2 separate regions of the Mus musculus genome follow, and region 1 is linked to region 2. Evidence: chromatin contacts called from public HiChIP or PLAC-seq data. All regions are on one chromosome and are shown on one strand. The core of a region is the stretch at or near the end of the contact, and the rest is flanking DNA. Distances in the headings are between cores, read along the strand shown.

Region 1 (4,961 bases), core at 4-2,503, 370 kb after region 2:
CTTGCATGGAACTGTGTGGGGCTTGCCTATCTTGTCCCTCACTCCATTCCCATAGCCTCTCCGCACAGGGACAATGGAGAGCTTGATCAAGAAGATGGCCCCTGGGGTGGCAATCGCTATGTCCTTGGAGCATTTAACACGAAGACCAATGTGACTGTTGTGACCAACCATTGTAGTCCCCATTAGCTACAAAAGCCTCGAACCTGGTCTGCTGGCCAGCCCGAGTCTGCTTCGGCACTGGCATGATCTTTAAAACCACATCCTTTAGGGTTGCACCCAGGAAAAAAGTCAACAATCTCAGATTCCTGAATGAGCAGAGAGAACAGGCAGATCTCCTCCAAGGACTTGACCTTCATGTCTTTAACCAGACAGCACAGCTTGGTGACGGAGACCCACTCCTTGTCATCTTGTCTTAGGCTTTACCTCCATGGGCCCTGCGGCCTCCTAATCCTGCCCAACGCCGTACCCGCCTCCCCTCCCCCAGATCCTCTGGTGATCCTGGTGCACCAGCATAATCCGCCATTGTCATTTTCCTGTAGAAGAAGAAACTACCTGCCCATTTTTAAATCGCTTATATTTATATGAGTTTTAATTGTCTAGTAATATTATAATTTAGACTTTAGGCTTAGCTCACACTCTAAATTGCAGAACACTGACTGATGCCCAACACACACCATCACATTCCCCTATTTTATCTTTTACATCACTTGCCATTATTTAAAAATGAATATTTGTTGACAAAATAGAAAAGTCTATTTACTTTATTTTCTATTTCTATTTATTTTCTATTAAAATCTATTTCTTCTTATTTTCCCTATCATGTAGAAGCACTTGCCTAAGTTTCTCAGTCAGGCTTCTAATTCAGAATGCGAGGAATAATCTCATCTTTCTGATCCCCTTGACAAAGCTATAAACTGCATTCTGTGCTAAAAGCCCATTACACCAATCATGCATTTGGATTAAGCCATCATAAATTGCTAATTTAATGAAGAACTTTAAATGGTCATAACCAGCCCATTTGTGAACAGTGGAGTGATAGCTACAGTGTTGTAGTGAGATTTCCCAGTAAGCCTCTAGTCTGTCGTTTTGAACATGTGCCAACATGAACTATTCCTAGCACTGTACCGTGCCGCACCCACTGAATTCTGACAGATGCCCTGCATGTCAGGCACTAATATCTACCCCCACTTAGCAGACAAGGAAACTGGAGCTTGGGCTGATTGACTAAGTTAGCCCACGTGACTTGACTAACTGAGAACACAGTTACACAGACGCATCTCATCGGAACCCCTGCCTTCAATATTTTCAGTGTATGGTCTGACACTGGGAAACAAAACTTCCTGTTTCACAATCTCAATACCACCTCATCCTCACGAGAGCAGGGGAGGAGGAAGGCAGCCATCCTCGGAGGCTACAGAAGTCAAGACCCTCTTCTCATAGCTTATGAGAAATCTGCATTAAAATAATTTATCTATGTCTTCCATTATAGTCATGCTCTGCCTTATAAAATATGTGACTTTATGTAATATTTAGGAGCCTAGTATGTATCTAAGTTCATGACTCCCATTCATAAATATTTCTCTTCACCTCAAAGCTGAGTCTATAAGGGCTTCCTTTAGCTAAGATGACTAAGTACACTCTTCTCCACATCATGAGCCTGGTGATCTTTCCACAGTTGTCCTCAATGCTCTTCTTCCGTCAAGTGACTCCTGAATGGCTACACCCAACCTTAAGACAAAAGAATGTTTGCACGTCCCTGTCCCCGTTGCTTCTAAGCAGGGTGTACCTTTCTCTTCCCTGAACAAATCTACAGTTGTCCTTTCTGACTTACTGAATTGGATGTCAGAAGAATGCTACAGTGTGCTCCCAGGAGTCAATAATAGAGTGGAGACAGAAATTTGACGCGTAACTGGGTCATCGTGCTGTCATCCTGCACAGTGTCAGCAAATCCCAGGCAGCATTGGGCGTTTGCTCTGAATGACTGCCCTATGGTCATGTGCCACCACCTGAGCCAGGAAGCACATGGTGTTTCCTGTCTCCCTGCTACCTGGCAGGAAGTGCTTAACTGGAGGTGACTGGGGACAGAAGAGGCTAAGGCTAAAACCAGAGAGCAGACAGAGTCACTTGGCCAAATTTTTGTATTAACTTCATGCCTGCATCTCCTCCCTATTCCTTCACTGAGCACCATCTACCCATAAATAGTGTGATTATACACACACTAGTATAGACCTACTAAGTGATATTAAATATTTCACTTTATCTATTCTTAAAACTTTAATTCTAAATTGTTACTCTCTCTGTAAAACTATAGATAATTCTATAGACACTGGAGTCTTTCCACTCTGTCCTTAAAAGGGTAGAGAAATGGTAACCCTTGTACTTTAGTTCAGTTAGAGGCCCACACACAGTAGGAAATCGTCCATAGAAAGAGCACAGGCCACCTTAGAGCTGCAGAGGAAGGTGTGCAATCAAATCAGCCTGTTCCTTGCATCTGCAGTACTGTGTTGGTTCAGATTCTTACAGAAGGCAAGAAAAACAGAGATGTGAGGGGGGCATAAAGAGGGAATTGTGGGAAGGTCAGGAGGCCAGGGGCAGGAAAATTTGCAAGGACCTCTACGGCATGTTGCAGGCTGTTGTACTTTACTCAGAACTAAACAAAATTGTCTGCATTTGGTAATTACAAGAGTGTATTCTGGTTAATTAAAAACAGTTTATCATATTAGTAGTTAATAATATCTGACAATGGGACACAAATTTCCTTTTATTATTATTATGAATTCAAAATTAACATTAATGCTTGGGGAAAGCCTTAGAAAGCAACAACTCTGAGTCCCTGGGACCTTTCACCCAATGATGGTTTTAACATTGCTTTGAGCAGTTTCATCTCATAAATAAATTTATTACTAGAAATTGAACTCATTATCAACTTTCCACTCTCACTCCCTAGACACACACACACACACACACACACACACACACACACACACACACACACGAGACCGGAGCTCTATTTTGTAGCCCAGGCTGTCCTGGAACTCATTACATAGTTCAGGCTGGCTAACTAAAAAGGTTTTTGTTTTTTTTTTTCTTATTTTCATATAGGCTTTAGGAAGGTATTGCTATAAACAAAAACACCACACACACACACACACACACACACACACACACACCAAGAACAGTAATCTGTCAATAGAATTAAGTAAGTTAGGAACCTCAAAACTTGAGTTAAGGAATTTTGTGTTAGCCATTAGTATTATTTAACCTCAGCCTTCTAATGATAAAAGGGATGATGTAAATATACTCTATTATTTAAAAAACCCTGTGGCATATGCATCCTAAGAAATAATACAGATAAGCTGTTTACCTGTCATTGGTTCACAATTCCATGACCTACATCAACAGACCTTACTCACAATAACAAATAAAAATGGTTTTTGTTGTTATTTTTAAAAGTCTTACTAGGTAGCCCTGGCTGGCCTGGAACCCTCTGGGTAGCCCAAGCTAGACTCAAATTCATAGAGACTTACTTATCTCTGCTTTCTGAGTGCTAGAATTAAAGATGTATACCACCAAGTCTGACCTGTTGGTGCCAAAGCTATCATTTCATAATTACATCTGTTTTCTGTAAACCAGTAAACATATAGATTGTGTGTGTGTGTGTGTGTGTGTGTGTGTGTGTGTGTGTGTGCATGGCTCACTAGATGTGTACATATGTGTGTAGGGTGCACATGTGCAGACAGCAGAGGACAACCTCTCAAGTCCTTTCTTGGGCATCTTCCAGCTTTTGGGTTTCAGACAGGGATCTCCCTGGCCTAGGGCTTCTTCACGTAGCCTAGGCAAGCTGGCCAATATGCTACAGGAGTCCCCTGCCTGTCTCCTTCTCTCCATCCTGGAACTGCAAGCATGTGACAATATTTCTAGTCTCTTCACATAGCTTCTGGGAATCAAACTGAGCAGTTTCTGCTTATGAGGAAGGAGGTTTATTGATGAAACATCCCACTGACCCTGAACTTCATTATAAAATTGAGAACCAAGGCAATCACACAGGGCTGGCTGACCAGCAAAGGGAGAAGAACCTAATTTGAACTAACCTGTTAATGGTTTCATTATTTTCCCTTAGTGGAGCATGGACGCCATTCATAACCAGCTTAAGGGAGCATTCACTTTGTCATAATAGCAACTAGAGAAAGTATCCTATACACAATATCACAAACTAAAGATCAAAAACCACGCAGACAGATCCTGGCCACTACTGCGAACCTGAAAATGTCGTTTCATCCTCACAGGGTTCCAGACAATACACAGTTCTAAAGCAAAGAGCCCACAAAAACCACAGTAGGGAAATAAAGACAGATAGCAGTTGCATCATGGTGCCGGAAGCCAGCGTTCAAGAAACTGAAGCACAACACAGTGCTTAGATCCTACCCGTCAGCCCAGTTTCTCTGGGCTACTTCCCGGTCGGTTAACCTGGAAGATTCTTATGTTCAATTCCTTTCCCATTTGGACTCCATCCTGCTTCTCTAAATTAAAGATGGAGAAGAGACATTAATTTCAGTCGTGTTATCAACTTCCTAATCCAAATTTAAAATTCACAGTCATTCAAAGTAAATACACACAGCATGTCGCAAAAGGACTTTGTTCAAAGACACCTCAAGAAAGTATGTTAGCTATGACTGGCACACGGACACCCCCTAACCAGGAGGAGCTGGAGATAAACACAGGCGTGGAGTTTATACCAGCCAAACAGGAAAGCCTCAGAGATTTTTTTTATACTGTGTCTTCCATGGAAGGTGGAACTTCCTTTCTTGTTTAAGTTCAGACTTCATCAGAAAAGCAAAGCTAGAAGCTCTTAGAGCCAATGTCTTAGAGCCAATATGATGGTTTGATGGAAAGGGTGAATCAGTCTGCCTGAAAATGTCCTTTATGGTCTTACATAATTATGAACTCTTATTAATAAGATG
Region 2 (4,581 bases), core at 2,027-4,526:
TGGATGCCCTGTCTCTTCCTGTCCCTTCAGCCCTGCACTCCCCCAGATTGCCAGTATCTCACTGATGGAAGCCAGATTTCCCCCTATTTGCTTGGCTGATCCCATGGCGAGTTAGTCAGTCATGGGGCGGTTTCTCTGAATACCCAATTGCCCTGTGAATTTTTCCAAAAGCAAAACAACCCGGGTTAGAAGGAGGTGAAGGTTGTGTCTTTGTTTTGCACAAACCCTTAGCAATTTCAAGACAGATTAATACTGATATGGTCGTTTGGGTGTAAGGGCCCAGAAGAGCATTTCATGAAAATGTAGCCAACAACAACAACAACAACAACAACAACAACAACAACAACAACAACCATAACAACAACCACCCCCAAACAAGAAAACTGGTGTCGGCAATGACCACGGTCGAACCTCTAGAATCTGATTGATATAGTACTTCCGTTTTGAAAGATTTATTGTTGGGATCAATCGGGGTTGGGAACAACGTGGAAATGAACATTGAAGTCCAGGAGGTACCCAGCCGGGCCCATCCATGCGTGCAGAACAAAACCACAGGGGCCCACAGTCTCTGGGGATGGAGACCCAGAGAGGAAGGGGTATAGAGAGGAAGGGGGTTGCACTGGATCCTTTGACAACAAAACGAGGTCATAGCAGAATTTCTAGACTGTTCTCTTGGAAATGAGATTGACCCCACCCCTAAACCGATTGGAACTAATTTCACTCCAAAACTGATGGACTGGCGCATAAGAAATTCTTCTCTCCATAAGGAGGGAAGATGAAGCTGTGTGGCTGTGGTGCTCCCACGCACTGATCCATACAAGCTCACTGCTGGCTCCAGCAATCTGCTTTTCATACCTAATGCTCGCCGAACGCCACACTCACTTATTCCTGGTCCTCCTTTCAACCCTCCGACTCAGACCACACACGCTTATCTTCAATCACGGACACAAGCCTCCCTCCGAGGTATGGTATGTTAGCCACGGACTCCATGTGCTGCCTGTGTGCCACCACCAGGTGGTTTGGGATTTCCCTTCCCTTCACACAGGTCTATTCAGTTCACGAAATCACTTCACGTGAGCGTGGACTTAAATCCACCTCAACTAGAACTTTCCGAAGTCCCATTCAATTTGAGGTGGTATAAATTTGTCCACTACAAGCTTCTACATACGTTTCTGCATTCAGTCCTATGGAGGTTCATTTAACTTTTAATAAGTTGGGGTACTTGGATTTGCACCCCTCTCTCAGAGGGCAGGGGTGCTTCTTTTAAGTAGGTAACTTGGAGACAGAAGGATCTGAAACGATTTCCCAGAGGCTTTCTGATACACCTCAGTAACACTGAAGTGGGAATAGTTACAGTTTAACTTGCCAAGTCAAATAAAATTGTTACGTAAGAAATTCTGTCATACTTAGAGTGGACTGAAGGTGTGGTTACTACTGGTCTCTAGTAGGCACGTTTTCAGAAGCGATTTGTTGATACTGGAAAGACATGTCTGTTCTGTATGGGCTTATAGATTTGTAAGAAAAGGGAGAAAATATGAGTTGGGGAGGAGGGAGTCTTAGAGAGAATAAAAAGGCGAGGAGGGAGGGGGAAGGGAAGGTAATGGAAGAAAAGGTTAGTGAAGGAGAGCCAATCACAACCTGGCTGTCCCAAGCCCACCGAAGCATCTTTAATTTAGTACGCTTCATTCTAATAGGCCAGCTTGTTTACACTGTATATTTTGAGTTATTTCAAATATCTCTTCCAAACCATTGGGTTTCCAACTTCAGGGGATGCTTTCGAATGCGGCTGGAAAGTATTCCCACACAGTATCACATGGCACCAAAGATATGGAAAGAAAGAAAAGACTACAGGCATTTCAACGGCAGCTAACATGCCACAGCAGACTGCTCCATTATGCTTTCCTGAGGCCCCAAAACACCACTAGTTCAACCTCAAGACCATGCAGTGGTGTCAGATTTTCTCTTCAGGTATGTGTATGCAGACACACAGGCATGGGTTCACACTTGGGCACTTTGGGAGTCTCTGCAGGGTCCTAGCCTCATGCTGTGTTCTAGGAACAGTGCTTACACTGGGCAGAACAATGAAGCTGGGAGAACCTGTTTGTTCTTTTGGAAGGAATATTAGATTTCTTTACTCAACCTGCTGACCTCTCATGGACACTGTCTTAGTAAGGTCACTATTGAGAAGGCCTCCATTATCGATTTTTAGCAATAATTAGTAAGGGTCTCCAAACACTGTCATCTAAGTCAACATTTTCACCAAAATGCCAGTCATGGATTTGCAAATATTTCAAAAACACTTTTATTGTTTTGAAATAAAACAATAAAACAGGCCAACCCATTGTCACCAGGACATGCAAAGTATAACTCAGTTTTCTTTTTTTACATGAACGAAATCATTTTATAATCTCCATATGTTGGGAACTGATGTCACCAGTCTCTTGATTAAAGCAAGCAAGCAAGAAAGCAGGCAAACAGATCCAATGGTATAAAACTTGTTTTTGTTTTTCCCAATAATCTCTTCTTGTCTCGCAAGCCCCCTGCTGGAGAAACCTAGTCTTTTATTATTTGTTTGACAATATTCTCTACATTTGTCCCTTCTTTCCACTACTGTTACTTTCTTCATTTGATACTCTAATTACTCAAGAATTTCAAGCTTGAATTTCTCATATGTAAAACGAAAACAGTGTATGCCTGAAGACAAAAGCCAGGAAAAACTGAGTATTATTTTGAAAAAAAAGAAAAAAAAAAAGACTTTGCCTACACAAGAACCATGATTTAAACCCACTGACAGAAAAAAAAAATTTTTTTTTACAAGCATAGCAATTTCTGAACCATTAGATTCCCAATGCTACTACAAGGCAATTTCTTACCCATTTATCTTTATTGTGGTACAGGCTAAGTGCATGACTGGCCTTATGCTGACCACCACAGCCTCTTCAGAGTCGCTAATACTCGGCAGTTCTTGCCTCCCTTTCCAGATGGTCAGGAGATTAGTTTATTCATGCTTTAAATGCAGGGAGAACAGCAGAAGTTCAGATAGAGGAACGTTTGCTCCCAGCTGGCAAAGCTCTCCAGCGGGGACCGTTTGACCTCATAAGGAGCCGTAACTGCAGCAACTTAAGAGGAAACAGCAACAGCAGTGCCCATTGGGGAATGCAACTGAAAAACAGGAGGCAGGAGCTGCGTGGGGAGGGGCAGGAGTACATAAACACTTAAGGCCTCCGCATGACACCTTTGAGGGCTGCGTAATTCCCACTGACGTCAATTCCGTGCTGTGGATACTGTAAGACCACAGGAAAGAGCCTGACATTGCTTCACAGTTCCTCTCTCTCAGAGAGTGTAGTTCTCAGGCTAGCTTCGCTGGCAGCACAAGAGACTAGAGTTGCAAATTCAATGGCCCTTCTTCTCTGATAGACCATGAATCATAGACTCTGTGCCAGGCCGTCCAAACAATTCCTATTTATGCTACAGATTGAGAGCTGCTGCTGTGACCAAGGAGGGCAATAACTAGCACGCCACCAATAAACACTAAAAAATATACATTCATAAAAATGCACAAATAGGCTGAGAATTTGACTCCTACCCTTCCTCTCCTTCTTCCTGATATTATTTTGGTTGTTGAGATCAAGTCTTATGTGTCCTGGGCAGGCCTTGAACTCAGAACTGCCTCAGCCTAAGCACAGGCGCCTGCCTGCCTTGCTTTCTGTCTGTTCTATGTCTGATGCTCAGCAGCGCAAACCTCGGTAGACAGGTGTTTAAGTGGATGGAAGGGTCTTGTCATGACAAAAATTAAAAAATCTTCTATGTAGCAAATGAAGCCCTGACATGTTAGATTCCTTTGCGTGTTGGTTCTTTTTTTTCTTTTAAAAAATATTTATTTATTATATGTAAGTACACTGTAGCTGTCTTCAGGCACTCCAGAAGAGGGTATCAGATTTGGTTACAGATGGCTGTGAGCCACCACGTGGTTGCTGTGATTTGAACTCAGGACCTTTGTGGAAGAGCAGTCGGCGCTCTTAACTGCTGAGCCATCTCACCAGCCCCGCTTGTTGGTTCTTTCGGGAGGATCACTGAAATCCAGAGAACAGTGCACTGACCTGAGAGGTGATTTTTTTTTTCTTTTTCTTTTTGTAATGAGGATTAACTGTGCCACACGTAGAAAAGCCACTTCTTTTCGTTCCTTAAGAATATTGGTGCATACTTTAGGTGGGGGTAGAGAGTCTACTAATAAGTATTCTCCCTCAAAATGAATCTCAAATGAGTATTTGATTATTTAATGTTTTAATTACCCAATTGTTTTTGAAATCCTTCCAATCATGAGTCATCATCTTGAAGACTGTACTTCCTACTGTCCTTGACTGCAACTTTAGCTGTGCTCTAGGCATCGTTTTTCTCTCCCTCTCCCTTCACATTCTTCCCATTGCCCATCCCAGGCAGCTAAGCCACGACAGCCTCCCTGAAAGTGACACACTCTTCCATCTGACCCTGTCAAACTCTTGTCGCCTTACTGTCTGTCACTTTGCTGAAGCCCAGAGAACAGAATGCTGATCTGAGAAGCAACTTTTTGTAATGAGAAGT

Evidence for each region. HiChIP or PLAC-seq counts read pairs in DNA pulled down with a chosen protein or histone mark.
Region 1: a contact with region 2 is called in an H3K4me3 HiChIP or PLAC-seq map of bone marrow-derived macrophages, with 5 times the contacts expected there. The contact joins two enhancer-like sites. A contact is called at or near these places in 1 of 484 Hi-C or Micro-C datasets (bone marrow-derived macrophages), 2 of 115 datasets of contacts at active chromatin or transcription factors (acute myeloid leukemia and bone marrow-derived macrophages) and 2 of 9 other capture datasets (embryonic stem cells and macrophages).

The regions. Positions count from the first base shown.
Region 1 is chr10:20,878,453-20,883,413 of GRCm38.p6, forward strand. It overlaps the pseudogene Rps2-ps3. Among named protein-coding and RNA genes, the nearest start is that of Gm33510, 42 kb to the left of the region's middle. Within about 2 kb of position 1,254, at least 11 of the 459 cell types and tissues checked have an H3K27ac peak or open chromatin away from gene starts, as enhancers often do. A contact at or near this core is called in bone marrow-derived macrophages, where this site is marked.
Region 2 is chr10:20,502,460-20,507,040 of GRCm38.p6, forward strand. The region is part of intron 1 of Pde7b (phosphodiesterase 7B); the gene reads right to left. Among named protein-coding and RNA genes, the nearest start is that of Pde7b, 44 kb to the right of the region's middle. Within about 2 kb of position 3,277, at least 43 of the 459 cell types and tissues checked have an H3K27ac peak or open chromatin away from gene starts, as enhancers often do. A contact at or near this core is called in bone marrow-derived macrophages, where this site is marked.